Regions from separate parts of the Mus musculus genome. Here regions 2, 3 and 4 are each linked to region 1. The links are chromatin contacts, called in public promoter capture Hi-C maps. All regions are on one chromosome and are shown on one strand. Each heading gives the region's core, a stretch centred on a gene start, on an enhancer-like site or on the middle of the called end of the contact. The rest is flanking DNA. Distances are from core to core; before and after follow the strand shown. Region 1 holds the start of Ccl6 (chemokine (C-C motif) ligand 6). Region 2 holds the start of Synrg (synergin, gamma). Region 3 holds the start of Ddx52 (DExD box helicase 52). Region 4 holds the start of Hnf1b (HNF1 homeobox B).

What was found. Promoter capture Hi-C pulls out the DNA fragments that hold promoters and counts their contacts.
Region 2: a contact with region 1 is called in a promoter capture Hi-C map of liver, with 2.2 times the contacts expected there. The contact joins the promoter of Synrg here to the promoter of Ccl6 in region 1. A contact is called at or near these places in 8 of 39 promoter capture datasets (the 3T3-L1 cell line, 3T3-L1-derived adipocytes, the C10 cell line and 5 more) and 1 of 9 other capture datasets (pancreatic islet).
Region 3: a promoter capture Hi-C map of liver shows a contact between it and region 1, with 3 times the contacts expected there. The contact joins the promoter of Ddx52 here to the promoter of Ccl6 in region 1. A contact is called at or near these places in 13 of 39 promoter capture datasets (the 3T3-L1 cell line, the C10 cell line, cranial neural crest and 8 more), 1 of 15 datasets of contacts at CTCF or cohesin (large pre-B cells) and 1 of 115 datasets of contacts at active chromatin or transcription factors (large pre-B cells).
Region 4: a contact with region 1 is called in a promoter capture Hi-C map of hippocampal neurons, with 1.9 times the contacts expected there. The contact joins the promoter of Hnf1b here to the promoter of Ccl6 in region 1. A contact is called at or near these places in 2 of 39 promoter capture datasets (hematopoietic stem and progenitor cells and hippocampal neurons).

What each region holds. Positions count from the first base shown.
Region 1 is chr11:83,591,510-83,595,208 of GRCm38.p6, forward strand. Ccl6 (chemokine (C-C motif) ligand 6) reads right to left here and starts at 1,578. Exons shown (of 4, transcript NM_009139.3): 1 at 1,357-1,578. The coding sequence starts at 1,432. The region is part of intron 1 of E230016K23Rik (RIKEN cDNA E230016K23 gene); the gene reads left to right. It overlaps Gm38933 (a long non-coding RNA gene), which reads right to left. Exons shown (of 3, transcript XR_880087.2): 3 at 3,513-3,696.
Region 2 is chr11:83,962,633-83,966,331 of GRCm38.p6, forward strand. It overlaps Synrg (synergin, gamma), which reads left to right and starts at 1,799. Exons shown (of 20, transcript NM_194341.2): 1 at 1,799-1,914. The coding sequence starts at 1,844. It overlaps Ddx52 (DExD box helicase 52), which reads left to right. Exons shown (of 15, transcript NM_030096.2): 15 at 1-456.
Region 3 is chr11:83,940,250-83,943,948 of GRCm38.p6, forward strand. Ddx52 (DExD box helicase 52) reads left to right here and starts at 1,841. Exons shown (of 15, transcript NM_030096.2): 1 at 1,841-2,015; 2 at 2,994-3,192. The coding sequence starts at 1,929.
Region 4 is chr11:83,849,219-83,852,917 of GRCm38.p6, forward strand. Hnf1b (HNF1 homeobox B) reads left to right here and starts at 1,651. Exons shown (of 9, transcript NM_009330.3): 1 at 1,651-2,174. The coding sequence starts at 1,831. Gm12576 (a long non-coding RNA gene) reads right to left here and starts at 1,413. Exons shown (of 4, transcript XR_388929.3): 1 at 1,289-1,413; 2 at 2-1,061.

The DNA.
Region 1 (3,699 bases), core at 328-2,827:
AGGAGCAGAGTTCATTTCTCAGCATCCATGTCAGGTGGTTTATACTGCCTGTAACTCCAGCTCCAGGGGGTCCACCACCTTCTTCTGTCCTCCAAAGGCATCTATTTGCACACAGGTGTGCATGCACATACTCAGACATGTGCATGCATAAAAACAGAATAAGTCTAACTAAAATAGTGGCATTCACTTCTTATACCAAAGCAAAAATGAATGATTTTGGCAGTAAGGATTAAGCTATCAACTTATCCAGCAATCATCTTCCATTGTTCTTAGCTGATTTCTTTTATAGAGTTGGTCTACGTCTTTGGAGCTTCCACATCCACAGAGTCAACCAAGAAAACATTTCCTGAAATATAACTGGAACACTAGAGACTTTTTGCCATGATTCCCTGGATAACAATATAGTGACTGTTTACTGACATTTAAGTGGTTTTAAGTCTTAAAAATATCTAGAGATTTTTTTTAAACACACAGATGAAGATGTGTGTGGGTTATAGATATGAAATCTGTGGATTTTGATATCCACATGGGTCTAGGGTCCCAGGACACCCAGAAATGGTGTAATTAGTATGGCGTACTCTAAGGAGGCATGTAGATACATTGTAGCATACTTCATGGGTCTAGGTAGACCTTGCAAAACCCAGAAAAGATCCCAAATGACTATATCTTTCTATACTCCATCCCAGGCTGGTCCCTACCCTAATCCCACCACTCACTAGCCTTAATCTTAAACTTCTGATATAGTTTTCTTATTTATAAAATGACAGCAACCATGATAGTGAGGGAAAATATACAAAATCATTGATGGCTTACTGTTTTCCAGTACAAAAAAAAATATGCAACTTCCCATTGTTTAGTATGACATCTACCCTACAGTAGCTGTCTGTCCAGCACATAAGAAGCACTAGCTAATGCACTTGTCAAATAAAAGAACAGCGTGGTTAAATGGTCTTGGGTTGAATTGATTACCTGCCTGTCCCACTTCTTCAAAATGATGGCTTTGTAGAGGTGGTGTCAGACACTTCAACCATCATGCCTCCTGCAAGACTGCTACCCTCCCACTTATAATTTTACTCCTATTCTTATGAGTTAATGCTTGGTCCTGTGTCAGCTAAATAAACTCGTCAAGCATAATTATTTCCCCAAGTGGGAGCCAGCCTCTGTGTTGCATTTCTTTCAGAGCCTAAAGGCTACAGAGGCAGATCTATAACTTGATGCTGCTTCTTAGGGAATTCCATCACCATGTCAAGGATGGAATATTTCCAGGAGGGCAGTGCTCTCCTTCTCTAGCTCCCCTCCAGTTCTGCAGGTCTCACAGACTTGCCCCCTGGGTTGAGAGGGCTCAAGTGAACTCACCTTGTATGAGGCCAGCCTGGGACCCAAGGACAGCCACAAGGATAAAGAATGAAATGGCAGTCTTGGAGTTTCTCATCCTCCTGGAGGACAGGCCCAGCTGGTCTGAGAATTTTTGCTCACTCCTCCCTGATTCTCTGGCCTGCCCTGGTATTTATAAGCTAGGAGGTTCAGGAAGTGCCAGGGTAGAGTTCAGAATGCTGTCCCTGGCTACATAATACACAACAGGCTAGTTCTAAAAGAGGGAACAAGATTGAAAATGCAACAGGAAGTGGAGGGCCAAGAATGCAACAGGAAGCGAGGGCAAAGGTCATGGTGGGCTAGAAAAACAGGGGCAACGAGGGGATGTTAGAGAGAAAGGAGCCTTAGAGGTCTTCTTGGTGTGTTGGACTACATAGCTAGTAAGTGGTGGAATTAGGATAGGAGCTATCCTGAAAGAGGGTATGAAAAGACATGGTCATTTGCAATATTTTCTGTTTTTGCAAACTCCATCCAGAACATGTTATAAGCTGAGAGTCAAGAATTTCAGCATAATTAACAAAGAAAAGTTGCCTATAGAGAAAACATTCCTTATGTACAGAGATATCTTAAAAAGAATATTAATATAACAATGGATTATGCCGCTTATATACTTATTAAAAAGCAATGGACTATGTTCAATAATATTTGATATTTAGGTATGGCGTAATTCCTTTCACAGATGTGAACATGCAATTTTCTGAGAATCTTACAAATAAGACTAAACATTTCGTTATAGTGAAAGCTACCTCAACTTCCTTGTGGGATCCTCATGACCAAGGGCGATAGCATATGAGCTGCAATCATCCTTAACGAACCTCAAGAACCACTCTCTGATCTCATCTACCAAAAAAAGAGAAAGTTCTTAGCAGCCCTTTGGGCTATAACTTCAGAGGCTACCAAAGTTATACCTGTTGGCTGTTGTACCTCAATTGTAACTTAGCTGTGACTCTCTTGGGAAGTCCATGCCCACACCTGAGTGTGTAATGTCCATTTCCCAAGTGTCTCTATTCACACTCATATATAAGTTTATGTTTTGTTTTGTTTTTTAAAATCTCTTTCTAGTAAACTCCATCACTAGGGTTGGAGAGGCAGCTTAATTGTTCAGAGCACAATCTGCTGCTACAGAGGACCCCAGTTTGATTTTCAGCAACCACAGTGGGCAGCTTGCAACTGCCAGGAACTCCAGCTGCAGAAGGATCTGACTGATGTTTCTGGCCCCTGTGGGCACTTGCACATGCACATGTGTGCTGGTGCACAACCACCACCACCACACACACACACACACACACCACACATGCACACCACACATGCACACACACACCACACACATGCACACACACATATACATAATTAATGATAGCAAATAAATATTTTTAAACCCTCCCATGCTGCTTCATATTGTCTGTCCTGAAATTTTTTTTATACAGTCAAGCACCCTGCTTCATCTGTACTTAGGGCTCTGGAAAGAACTTCCCAGACTGGCACATGTAGCAGCATGGAGCAGTGCCCAGTTCATGCCCAACTTACTACTGCTATTGACGTCTTTTCTGGTGACTGCAAATGGTCCGGCTCCGAAGCAGTGTTGGTGAATTCCCTTGACGGCCTCTTAGCTGCTCTCCTCTATCCTTTGGCTTGCTCTCATTTCTCTCTGTTTCTAAGCAGAGACTCACACAGTGTTTGATGAGTGACACTGCCTTTGAATAGAGGAGTCTCCTTAGAGCCGTTTATACCCCTCTCCTGGGTCAGATGGAACAAACATGGTAGTCCAAAAGGTTGCCACCAAAAGGTGTTCCACCATGGTCTTACAATGTCTTCACCTGTGGGAGGGCTTTCTGAGACCCTGTTGGTGTGAACTGACTCTGGTGTGATGCCCAGAGTCTCTAACCCGTTTTAGATCCAGTGTGTTCTGGATTTGAAACGCACTAGGGAAGGCTGTTTCTGTGTGTGACAGGCTCCAGTCCCTCTCTTGAGTCTAAAATCTTCCTATTGCTCCTACCAACTCTTGCTTTTTTGTCTGCTTGCTTTGAGACTCGTCCCCTCAGGCACAGGGAACTCTGTGCTCTCTCTACCAGTCCTGCATTTCTGGCTTGTGTTCACAGCCAAAGCTTTCTTCTGCTGGAGATGCACATTCCGTTTTAATTCCAGAGTCTCACCAGAGGATGTTCCGAGGCATCTAGAGCTTGCCAGTGTGTCAATAAGCAAATTTAGACTCCATGTTTCTCATCGCATGAGGAGGTTAAAACCCCACACCTTGGGTGTAGCTGTCTCTCTAAACTTTCGACGAGACACAATAATGTATTCAGAGGAGATCTCCAGGGAAGCCTG
Region 2 (3,699 bases), core at 549-3,048, 370 kb after region 1:
CAGCCACCCTCCACAGAGAACTGTGATCATTTGGACCAAGGCAGTGCACAGTATGCAGGTTTTCCTTAATTACCTGCTTTGTACAGTGGAATAAAAAAGGCTTGGTACAAGTTGAAGCACTTAAGACTGGAGCCTAGAATTTCTCAGGGCCTGTGCTGCCACAGGACTACAACATAAGTGACTGCCAGCAACTGAATTAAGCCTGTTTCCTTTACTCTAGGCAGTTGATACTTTAGTCTAAAATCAGCACAGTAGACCTCCTTTTAAATGTGTATTTGTTTTGAAAAGGGATCTCTGTATCCCAGACTGGCCTGGAACTCACAGCAATCCTCCTGTTTCAGCCCCTTTACTGCTGAGAATACAGACATGAGACTGATATTGAATAGATGGGATAAAGATTTAAAAAAAAAATCAGGCTTCATTTAAATAAACTGCTCTAGAGAATAAAAACTAAAAGTTTGTAATTGTTTTGTTCTTGCAGAGAGTTGAGTCAGTGTATATCCTGAAGTGGGTATACACTTGAAACCATTGCGGCTGCATTTTCATTTTAGACCTTCAGCTTTTCCTGTGTTTTAAGAGTAAAAGTGCCTATCTCTGTGTCTGAAGCTTTGTATGCTAACAGCACCACTCTTTAGCAACTAACGGCAGTGATGAAGTATAGAAACGATTATGTGGTATGGGGCTGTGATCTCAAAGCATCCTAACAAGACTCTTAACACAGGTGGGGAGTGTCCTTGGACGGATGCAGATAGAGATGGTAACAGATCGTGTTGATAATCCCCATTCAGTTATTTTCTCTTTATTTTTTCTGAGCAACCACCCAGTCCATGAAGTAGCTACAAAACTTGTATCAGCTTTTTTTTTAAAAAAAGGGTCAGGAATGGATTTAAACTCCTATACATATCAGTAAGGACTCTCCTATATAAATGCTAGCTTTGACCAGGGAAGAGGAAAAGTGAAATAGTAAACAAGACCAAACAAGGAAAACAGATCTCACAAATAGTGGGCGTGGTCCTAGTTAAAGGACCAAGGACTTTGAGGACATATTGGTGTGGACACACTGCAGCTCCAAGATCTGAGCATATTACAAGAACTTCTTTCAAGATTTTTTTTTCTCATTTCTAAAATAGCAGTAATAACTCAGGGACATCAGACTATTAAATGCACATAAAACTGGTCTAGTAAACTAATAACCTATTATAATTGTCTCAGCGAAAGCTGTAAGGCAAGAAGTGGCAGGGACTGGTTGTGATTGATCCATTATCTAAGAGCTTAACAAACTTACTTTCAACACATTTTACTTCCAGGTAGCTTGGTTAGGGTTGGAGGTGTCAAAGTAAAAATACCCTGTGTAGGTTCAGCATGTGCTCACGGTGCCTCACTATGGCAAAACCGACCACATGAGTAGGGCACCTTGGAGGATATCCTCTTCGTGTGTATTGGGTCCATGTATGCTCTAGATTGACTTAAGTAAAAGGTACTGTCAGTGTCTGTAATAGATGCTGAAGAGAGAGTGCCAAGGGAAACAGCTGTAAAGGCCCTCTAGGATCCGACTGCTGTGTAAAGGAACAGCAGAAAAGCACCTGTGTTCCATCATCTGGTTATATCAGGACCTACTGTGTGCATTAGTGCAGATCCGGGTTTGCAAACTAACTACACCAGCCGCAGTGCTGTGTCTCCTGCAGAATGCCACCGGGGCGCGCCGCTCGTGCCCGGGGGCCATGAAGTCACGTGGGCGCGCAGCCCCGCCCCGTCGTCGGCCCCGACTTGGTGGGGCGGTGTCTGCCCCGGAAGTGCCTGTCTTCGGCTGACAGCTGCTGGCGCGGCGGCGGCCCCGAGCAAGATGGCGCTGCGGCCGGGAGCCGGAGCCAGCGGCGCGGCGGGGGCGGGCGCGGGGCCCGGCGGGGCAGGCAGGTGGGTCGGCGGGGCGGGCGGAGTGGGCAGCCATGGTCGGCGGGGTGGGCAGGTGGGGCCGGGCGCAGGGGCGGCGGTTGCGGGGCGCGAGCGTCCTGGGGACCCGCGGGGAGCGCGCTCGGGTGCAGGCGCCACCGCACCTGCCGCGGGGCCTCGAGCGCCCGCGAGTCCCTGCTAGGCTTGCTGGGCTCGAGCTGCTGTCGGAGCGAAGGCTGTGACGGTCTAGTCGCAAAGCTGGAGGAACCGTTTTAAGACTGTACAGTACTGTCTTTCCTCTCATAGAGCGTCCTGTCCAGTCCTTTTTTCTTTTCTTCACATACAAATAGAAAAATCTGAAGACCTTTGAATTAGTAATTGTCTTGAGATAAAGCCCGTTTAGTAGAAAAAAACATTTGTCTGACTCCTTTTAAAATAGACATTTTGAAACAAAGAAAATTCACTGACCAAGAGCAGTATGCTCCTCTTAAAACAAAAGCTTCCAGACTTTATTGAGCTCCTTTTAAAAATAAAAATCTGCTCTTTGTTCTATTTCAGATAATTTTTAGGCTATGCTCCCTGTATCCAGAATGGTAAAGGGGTGTTTGTAACTCAAGTTCATTTTCATTTGACAAAATGTTTGATTCCAGAAAGTCTGCTCCCCTTTCTATCATGACTCAGTTTGTGTTTATTTAATTAGCTGACATATAGCACACACATTCCGAGATAAAATTAGCTTTTATTTTTAAATATCCTAAGTTATCTTTGGAAAGCGAAGTATTTGGGTTTTTTTTTTAATGTATAGTTTAATTTTGGAATCACCTACACTTCAAATGTGTAAAAGATTTTAAAGTAACCGTCTCCTTCAGGTGCATATTGTGAATACACACACACACACTCATTCACGGAAGGAAAAAAAGCAGTCACTTGAATAAAGCAACGGTGTGTGGCCAGGTTTTCTGCTTCCTCTACAGTCTTTGACTTTAAACTTAAAACATTTTCCTTCCTCCTCTGGTTTTGTCACTGTTTCGTTGGGGTCTTTCATTAGTGAGCATTAGAAATTGCTTTTGCCTGCAGAATATATACAGGATGACAATTTCTAAAGTGGCATTCTATTAATCTAATCAAATGTATGAGTAATAATGGGACCAGTCCTAGAAATTTTCAAAGAATTTCATGTTTTAGGCACAAATGTTTTCAAAAAAAAAAAAAAGGAAGACCCCCTGGGCACAGAAAAATTCAGTGTGTTGCTCAGTTTGGTTTGTAGTATTTTAATGCCACTGGTCCAAGGAGCTGCACTGGAGAATGCCTGTAATCCAGCTCTGAGGAGATGTAGGCAGGAAGATCAGGAGCTCAAAGACATGCTCAGCTATCGGGAGAGTTTGATGTTAGCTTGGGTACCCTGAGATCCTGTCTTAGGGGAAAGAGCATGGGCAATAAACTCATGTGCACTCCAACAGGTAGTAAATCCATAGGAGACACAAAGTGATTACAATGGTTGTTGAAGGGTATTTGGTGTTACATTTGTTAGATACTTTTGGGGGCTGAGAAACTGTATACTCAGGAATATTTTGGTTTGGGGAAAGCGATACTAAGAGCTGAAGTTATCTATAAGAAACCTAACAAAGTAGCAGAGTATAACTGAAGAAAAACAGAAGCCAACACTCTTCTTTCGAAGCTTTCAGTGGGAGAAAGAAATTACCAGCTGCAACTGACTCTGAGGGCTGCCTTCTGCCTTGGATACTGTTTCTTAAATACTTTCTTTTAGCTACTTAGTTTCCTTAAAGGCTAGCCAAAGGCAGCCACATG
Region 3 (3,699 bases), core at 591-3,090, 350 kb after region 1:
GTAAAGGATATAGAGCACAAATTCAACGAGCAAGACAAATCTATTCTCTGGAAGAAGGAAAGTGAGCTGGCCATTGGTATAATGCTAAATATTTCCTAGTAAGGAAGGCCACCTACAGGGCTTTCCTCAGCTCCTGGGAGGTTAACTCTCTAGGGAACCATTAATACCATGGGGCTATAACTGGATGGGAGAGACCATAACCTCCACTGTATTAACGTGGATAAACTTTGGTCCTGCCTAAGCTAAATGCTACAAACGTCTTCACAGCCTTATCTGTTCTTCTGCATGGGTTCTCAGGATCAAAGTCAGATCATCAAGTTTGCAGGGTTGGTGTCTACCTGTTGAGCCATCTTCCTGTCTCCTCAAAATACTATTTATAGAGAGGGAGTAAATATATTTAAAAGAGTAAGATGTCCCCACTGTTAGCTGTAAGGAGGAGTCAGGGAAGAGATTTTCATGACATCTTATGCTCACTCCACATCTGCTCTCCTCGAGAATGAAAGTCTCACTAGAACTGAACTTTCCCCCTCTCCTCTCTATATCATAGATCTATCCACAAATGATATGGACATATGATGTTTGAGTCTATGCATTGTATTATTTATATTTTGATGTCTCCCAGTTTTGTTTCTCCAGCCTTCAGTCCTGAGCTTCAGACTCTTGGGTCCAAGTACCTAATTGGATGTCTTCACTTAATCAAGTAGAGATCTACATGTCTACAAACGTAACAATTCCATGATTCTCATTCTCACCAAAAGGCTGCTCTTCCTTTCTTCTTAGTTCAGTAAATGGCATGCCATCATCCCAGCTCAAACCACAATATTTAGCTACCTCTGGATCCATTTCCTCACCCTACACAAACTCCATCAGGTACATTAAACTCTATATCCAAACTGTAGCCCAAATCCATCCACATTTGAATAGCTATCAACCCAGATAAAAGCAACAGCTACTTTAGTCTCCATTTCTACTCTTATCTGTTCCATGTCCCTTCTCCAAATAACTCCAAATAATCATGTATGGCCCTTTCACGAATTCATTCATCAAACATTTATGGAAAGCAAACAGAACCAGGGATACAATCATAAAGCAAAAATAGATCTTCATGTTTGTGGACTTACATTCCAGAAGACAGGTTATACAAAACTTAAAAAGTCGAGTAGTTCAAACACAATGAGAATGAATCTAAAAATCAAATGGGATAAACTAAGATAGTTGCTCCTTCCATGAATTTTGGTTTTGCAGCATGTTTAGATTAAAACCTAAATACTTCATCATGCCCTTGTTACAGCGTTGAGACCTGGTTTGTTTGCCCCTGTAAGCTTAGCTCCAGCTACTCCAATTTTCTTTCCTTTCTTCATTTCTTCCTTCATCCCTCCCCCCACCCACCCCCTTTTCCTTCTTTCTGTGGCACTGGAGAGCAACTCAGATCGGCTTCTGTTCTAACAAGGTTTCAGATCCGTTTCCTTCTTCAGATGGGTTTTCTCTTCCCTGGAATGCTGTTCCCATGTCTTGGGAAAGTGGCCCCTTCTCAGTTCAAATTTGATTGAATTTAACCAATCTAACTAAACTAGCTTCTACCCCTTCTCAACCCATCACAGCTTTTAATTTGCCTCACGATGCTTTCCATTTTCCTCAGTTACAGTAACTGGTTAATAGTATCTCTGTCCTTTCTAAACGGTAACCGAAAATGCAGAATATTGGCGTGTTGCTCATCAAACTATCACTAAACGTCTAGCACACTCCCACGCACAAGAAGCGTCGATTTTGGATTTTGTGAACGAATTCCCAGCTCACACGTTTTCCACGCCTATCACAGCCAGGCTCCGCCTCCTGGAGCGACTTCCGCTACGGCCTGTGCGGAAGCAGTCGCGGATAGAAAGTGGTAAACGCAGGCGCCGGGAGGCCGTGGGGCCTTCTGGGTAAAGATGGATTCCTACGACCTGTTTCGCCGGCTTGGAGCCGGCGCCAAGTTCGACGTGAAGCGCTTCTCAGCAGACGCTACTCGATTCCAGGTACTTTCTGTACGCGGGGAGCCGCGTGACCGAGAAGGGGCGGGATCCGGAGATTGAGACCGCCGCCAACCGGGCAGCCGGCGCGCTGGAGACCCCGAGGCCAGGCTCCGATCACCCCCAAGCATTTCCCTCCTGGGATTTAGCTTAACCTAAGATTTACCCCAGACTTCTGAAGGACTGTTTACTGAGCCCCGGTAGACTCAGTTGAGCCTGGCACAGACATTTTGATTCCCAGGTATCTTACTTTACTCACAAAGTTGGAATCCTTTCCGAGACCCCTCTTAGAAACTAAGAAAGCACGCTTTCACTGTAAGCTACCCAAGTTTGACTTAATGTACAGATAGCTGTACTGCAGTGGAGAGTTGGGGTGTTTTGTTTTGTTTTTTCATCACTCTAACCAACCACATTTTAAGTAGCCAACCAAAAGTGTGATCCTGATATGCGGGGGGTTTCTTAAAGAAGTAGTGAGCATGAAAGGAAGTCAGTTGGGACTCACTTGTGAAACATTTTAAACATAAGCCTTACTGTAAAATACAGCCTTTGTGGAGGGTGATGTCTGTGTTTCTTCGTCCTGACTGCAGTGTTGTGGTTACATTTGAACCCTGGAGCAGGGATTTCTGGGATCAAATGCAGGGCCTGCTAGTGAATACTTCTGAGATCTTCACTAAGTTACTTGCTGGTGCCTGGATTTTTTTTTCCCCTCTTCTGTCTCACTGCTATTTACCTTGTAGGGTTGGTGTGAGGATGAAGTAATTTAATATCTAATAAATATCCTTGACGTGTAGTAAATGTATATAAATATTCATTGTTGTTGTTGATAGGATTCTGTTTGCCTAAACACACTACTTAGCTCAACAGAATCTTGTTTGAAAAGGTTAAAAAGGCGAATTACTGAACCTGCGTCCTCCGTACAGCCAGTCACGGTTGGATGGAAACAGTTCTGGCAGTAAATTTCATTTAAAACTTTTGGGGTTTTAGGTAGGAAAAAGGAAATTCGATTCCGAGTCTTTGGAGGTCCTGAAGGGACTAGACTTCTTCGGAAACAAGAAGTCCGTCTCAGATGAATGTGGAGCATTGCAAATACACCAGGAGCCCCCAAATGAGGAGAAAACACAAGGGGTCCTGTTGGAAAGGAGTAAGGAGCCCAAGAAGAAAAAGAGAAAGAAGATGACTTCAGGTTAGTATTGGCTTAATGCTCATTTTTTTTCCAGTTCCAAAACGGTGCAAGCTGGTAAGTCAGACAACACATACCTAGCAACCTTTGTTGATGCCATCTGGATTATACCTAGGTACTGGCTGTTACTTGCTACTGCAATGATGGTCATGCATAGCCTTTTGGACAGGTGTTGCTATTTCTGGAGAATAATAATCCTAATGTGGAGGTACTCTGTGAAAAAATATGTATCACTTCCTTAGAAGTTATGTCTCAGTGAAATTAAAAATTATGTCTTAATAATGCCACAGAGGAGATGGAGAGATGGCCTAGCAGTTAAAAGCACTGACTGCTGTTACCGAGCATACAGGTTGAATTCCCAGCACCCACATGGCACTTTACAATGCCTATAACTTTAGTTCCAGGGTATGGAATGCCTTCTTTTAGTTTCCCTGGTTACCTGGCATACATGTGATACTCAGACAAAACACTCATACCCATTATTTAAAAAAACAAAAAACAAAAAAAATC
Region 4 (3,699 bases), core at 401-2,900, 260 kb after region 1:
CCCTGCTGATGGTTCTGACCGTTTGTCTTTCTTTGTCCAGTTCTTCCAACCCTAATGCCCGGATGCTGAGAACCTTAAGCTTCCAAACCACTGGGAACAGGCCTGCCATCTTCGCAGACAGGGGAAGTGTGTACACAGGTGTTAGCCAGCTTTGCACAGGTGGTCTTCTTCCGTGTCTACAGCTTTTCTGTATCCTGGATATTAGGAATATATTTCACAAATGAGAGAACCGAGGTTCAAAACCGCCTCTACCCTGGGGAAATGTGTGTGCCTGTGCGTGTGCGTGTGCGTGTGCGTGTGCGTGTGCGTGTGCGTGTGCGTGTGCGTGTGCGTGTGCGTGTGCGTGTGCGTGTGTGTGTGTGTGTGTGTGTGTGTGTGTGTGTATGTGTGTGTGTGTAAGCAGTTTCCTTCCCTGCAGCTCAGGTCCCTGCCTGGAGGTCTGGGTGCGGCTTGTGCCTCCTTGCTTCCTCTCCGGGTCCCAGGGGAGATGTGGCAGAAACTCCTGCCGTGCTGTGCCGAAAGGCTCAGAGCTTCCTTCCGGACCAGACCTGGGTGGGGGAAAAAACATTTTTTTTTCTTCAGTGGCTTTAGGGGTGCCTGCTCTAGGTGGCATACAAGACTCCTGCCACCACCACAGTGAACTTGTGTTTATAGAGCGCGATTCTTAACTCCCGGTACAACGGACTTCCTAGAATTAAGAACCAAAACAGTGGTCCTGGGTAATCCAGAGCTGCAACAGTCGGTCCAGCCACAGGTCAATCTACACATTCACTACTAGAAAGGAGACTCCGTAGCCCTAGTTTTGGGTGCAGAGCTCAGGCGCTGTTGGGTTCCGGGTTTAGGCAGAAGGCGAGCTCCAGGTGTCCTGCTCCCCCTTGGCTTGGCGGGGCAGGTAGCTGGTGAGCCCTGCAGCGGCAGAGCTCCACTTTCGCTACTCCCTCTGGCCATAAACGAATCGGCGTCTCCTTTCAAGGGTCCCGCAGGCCTCTAGCACGTTAACAACGCGCGGTCCTGGTCAGGAATCCGGCAAATCCAAACTACCAGGCGGAGCTGAGGAGGACCTGGAGAGCAGTAACCGAGGTAAAAAGAAATGGGGTCCCTCCAATTCGTTGTAACCGCGCCTAAAGCCACTCTTATTCCTGGCGCCCATTCCCAAAGAATCTGATTCGCCACCATCTGACTACATCTCCAGGCTTGCTACCTGCAGACAACCTGGAGGCTTTCTGCTCTCCTCACCCTCCCCCCCTCCCCCTTGCCAAGGCACCCCAACTTTGTCCAGCTCTCTCACCTGAACCCCCGAAGCGCAGTTTCTTCTTTCTGGACTAAAGCCGAACCTGTCGCTAGTGGAAAGGTCCCCCACCCCCACCCAGCCCAGGCTGCAAGCCGCTTGCTTTACCAGTCCAAAGGTCACCTAAAGTTTGGCTGATAAACAGAATCGGTAGAGAAGATTTGGAGCCCCCCAGCGTGAGTAGAATGGGCTCTGGCAAGTCCCAATCCCGGCCCAAGTCTCTCGCTCCGTTGGACTGTCCCTTAGGTTCTCCCACTTTCTCGGTTTTTCCCCCCTCCCCACCACCATTTGCATCTTGCCGAAAGCTGAGCCCTTCCCACTCATTTGCATATCTTATATGGCCTAATGGTGGAGATCATGGCAAGTTAGAAGTTTTCTGACTCCTCTCGGAGGAGTCTCCGGGACCCCAGAGAGTAACAGGTGTCTGAAAGCTAAAGGGTGGAGGGGTTCCAGGACTTGGAGTTCTCTTGTAAAACTCCCCTCCACCCTCCTCTCTCACACCCACCCATCCCCTCAACCCCTTCTTTTTCCGTCCTTGGAAAATGGTGTCCAAGCTCACGTCGCTCCAGCAAGAACTCCTGAGTGCCCTGCTGAGCTCCGGAGTCACCAAGGAAGTGCTGATCCAGGCCTTGGAGGAGTTACTGCCGTCCCCGAATTTCGGGGTGAAGCTGGAGACACTGCCCCTGTCCCCCGGGAGCGGGGCGGATCTCGACACCAAGCCGGTTTTCCATACTCTCACCAATGGCCACGCCAAGGGCCGCTTGTCTGGGGACGAGGGCTCAGAGGACGGCGACGACTATGACACTCCTCCCATCCTCAAAGAGCTCCAGGCGCTCAACACCGAGGAGGCCGCGGAGCAGCGGGCCGAGGTGGACCGGATGCTCAGGTAGGCAAGCGAGCGAGGTACGCCCTGGAGCCCGAGCAGTCTCTGGAGTCCCCGGCCCCTCACCGGAGGCATGAGGTGTACACTGCTCTCCCCAAGCCCCTTCCCCACGGGAAAAATAGCCCGGGGGCACTCCGCTTCTCTGCTAACTATTGAACCTGGCCCTCCACCGGGCGACCTGGAACCCCCAGGCTTCGTCTGCCTCCACCTATGCGGGCAGCCTGGACCCAGGCACTTTGTTGGTGGTACCCAGTCACGAGAACCGAAGGTGCGGAGCCTTAGGTCACATGACCAGAGGGGCTGGTGGGTGCAGCGAAAAGGCTGCAATTGCCCCCGGACCCACCAAACTTCCCAAACCCCAAGCCACGTATTAATCCCTGCGATCTGCAGTTCTCTGCAAAAGACCTGGCAGCATCAGTGGCCGAGGCCTGGGAAGCAAGTTCTCTGATTGTGTCCTTACAGAGCCAAGTTTAGAATTATAAAGTGGAAAGTTTGTTGTAGGGTCACCAGTGCCGGGCAAAAGAAACCATGAACAAAGGGAGAGAGAATAGGTGCTCCTAAGACCACCATGCCCTTTTGCAGAGGTGGGCGTGTACGCATCTCACTAACGACACCCCAGCAGGCTTAGGGGAGCCCAGGCTGGCTGGCGGTCCCTCCGGTGGCTGGGATCACTTGCCGGTCCTCTCGCCCGGGCCTACGCTTTGACAGCTAGTTACTAATTATCCAAGGAGCCAAGCGGCTCCCTTAGACTGCGCGTCGCTCCGGGGCCACTTGGCTTCAGAAAGGAGCCCCTCGCGTGGCCTCTGACTCTTAAGCCCTGCGGCTTCAAAGTTTCAGAGTTCCGGAGTGACTGTGGCGGCCTCCCTGGCTCGGCTTCCTCTCCTGCAGCGCGCGCTTGGGGTGGGATATGACCTTGCATTTGAATTTGCGCTTTGGGGACCCGGCCGCTCGCCCTCTAGCCAAGGCAATCTGGAGGACTTCTAAAAGTTTTTTGTTTTTTTTGTTTTTTTAACCCCTAAAATGATTTTGCTCTAATTTAAAAGCTTGGGTTTCTTTCGTTGCTGTTTCTCCACGTAGCAATGATTTTTTTTTTCCCCCTCTGGCTGAGTTTAGCGGCCTGGATGGTGTCAGGGGTAGAGGGTACAGACTGAGGTACCGAGCCCCTCGGAAGGTTTGGGACGGCAGGCTGGCAGAAAATTTATCCTGGGGCCTGGCTCAGGGACCCGGCATCCCGTCGCCAGCCCCCTGGGGCCTAGGTCCTTCCTCCTGAGAGCCACTGTCTAGTTCGCCTCGGAGCCGACTTAGGGAAGCCCGGGAGGCCGAGGGCGCCTCTCCACCGTGGTCCCCACCCCGGGCTGGACAGAGCGGAGATGTAACATAAACTGCAGCACGTGGAGTTGGGGTGTTATTAATTTATTCCTATAAATCATCAACAGAAAGTACACAAAACGTGATTAGGTTGAAAAGAGAGGCGGGTTATTCATTGGTGAAGTTGTAAACTCGGCTTAGAAAGGGAAGGAAATCAAAA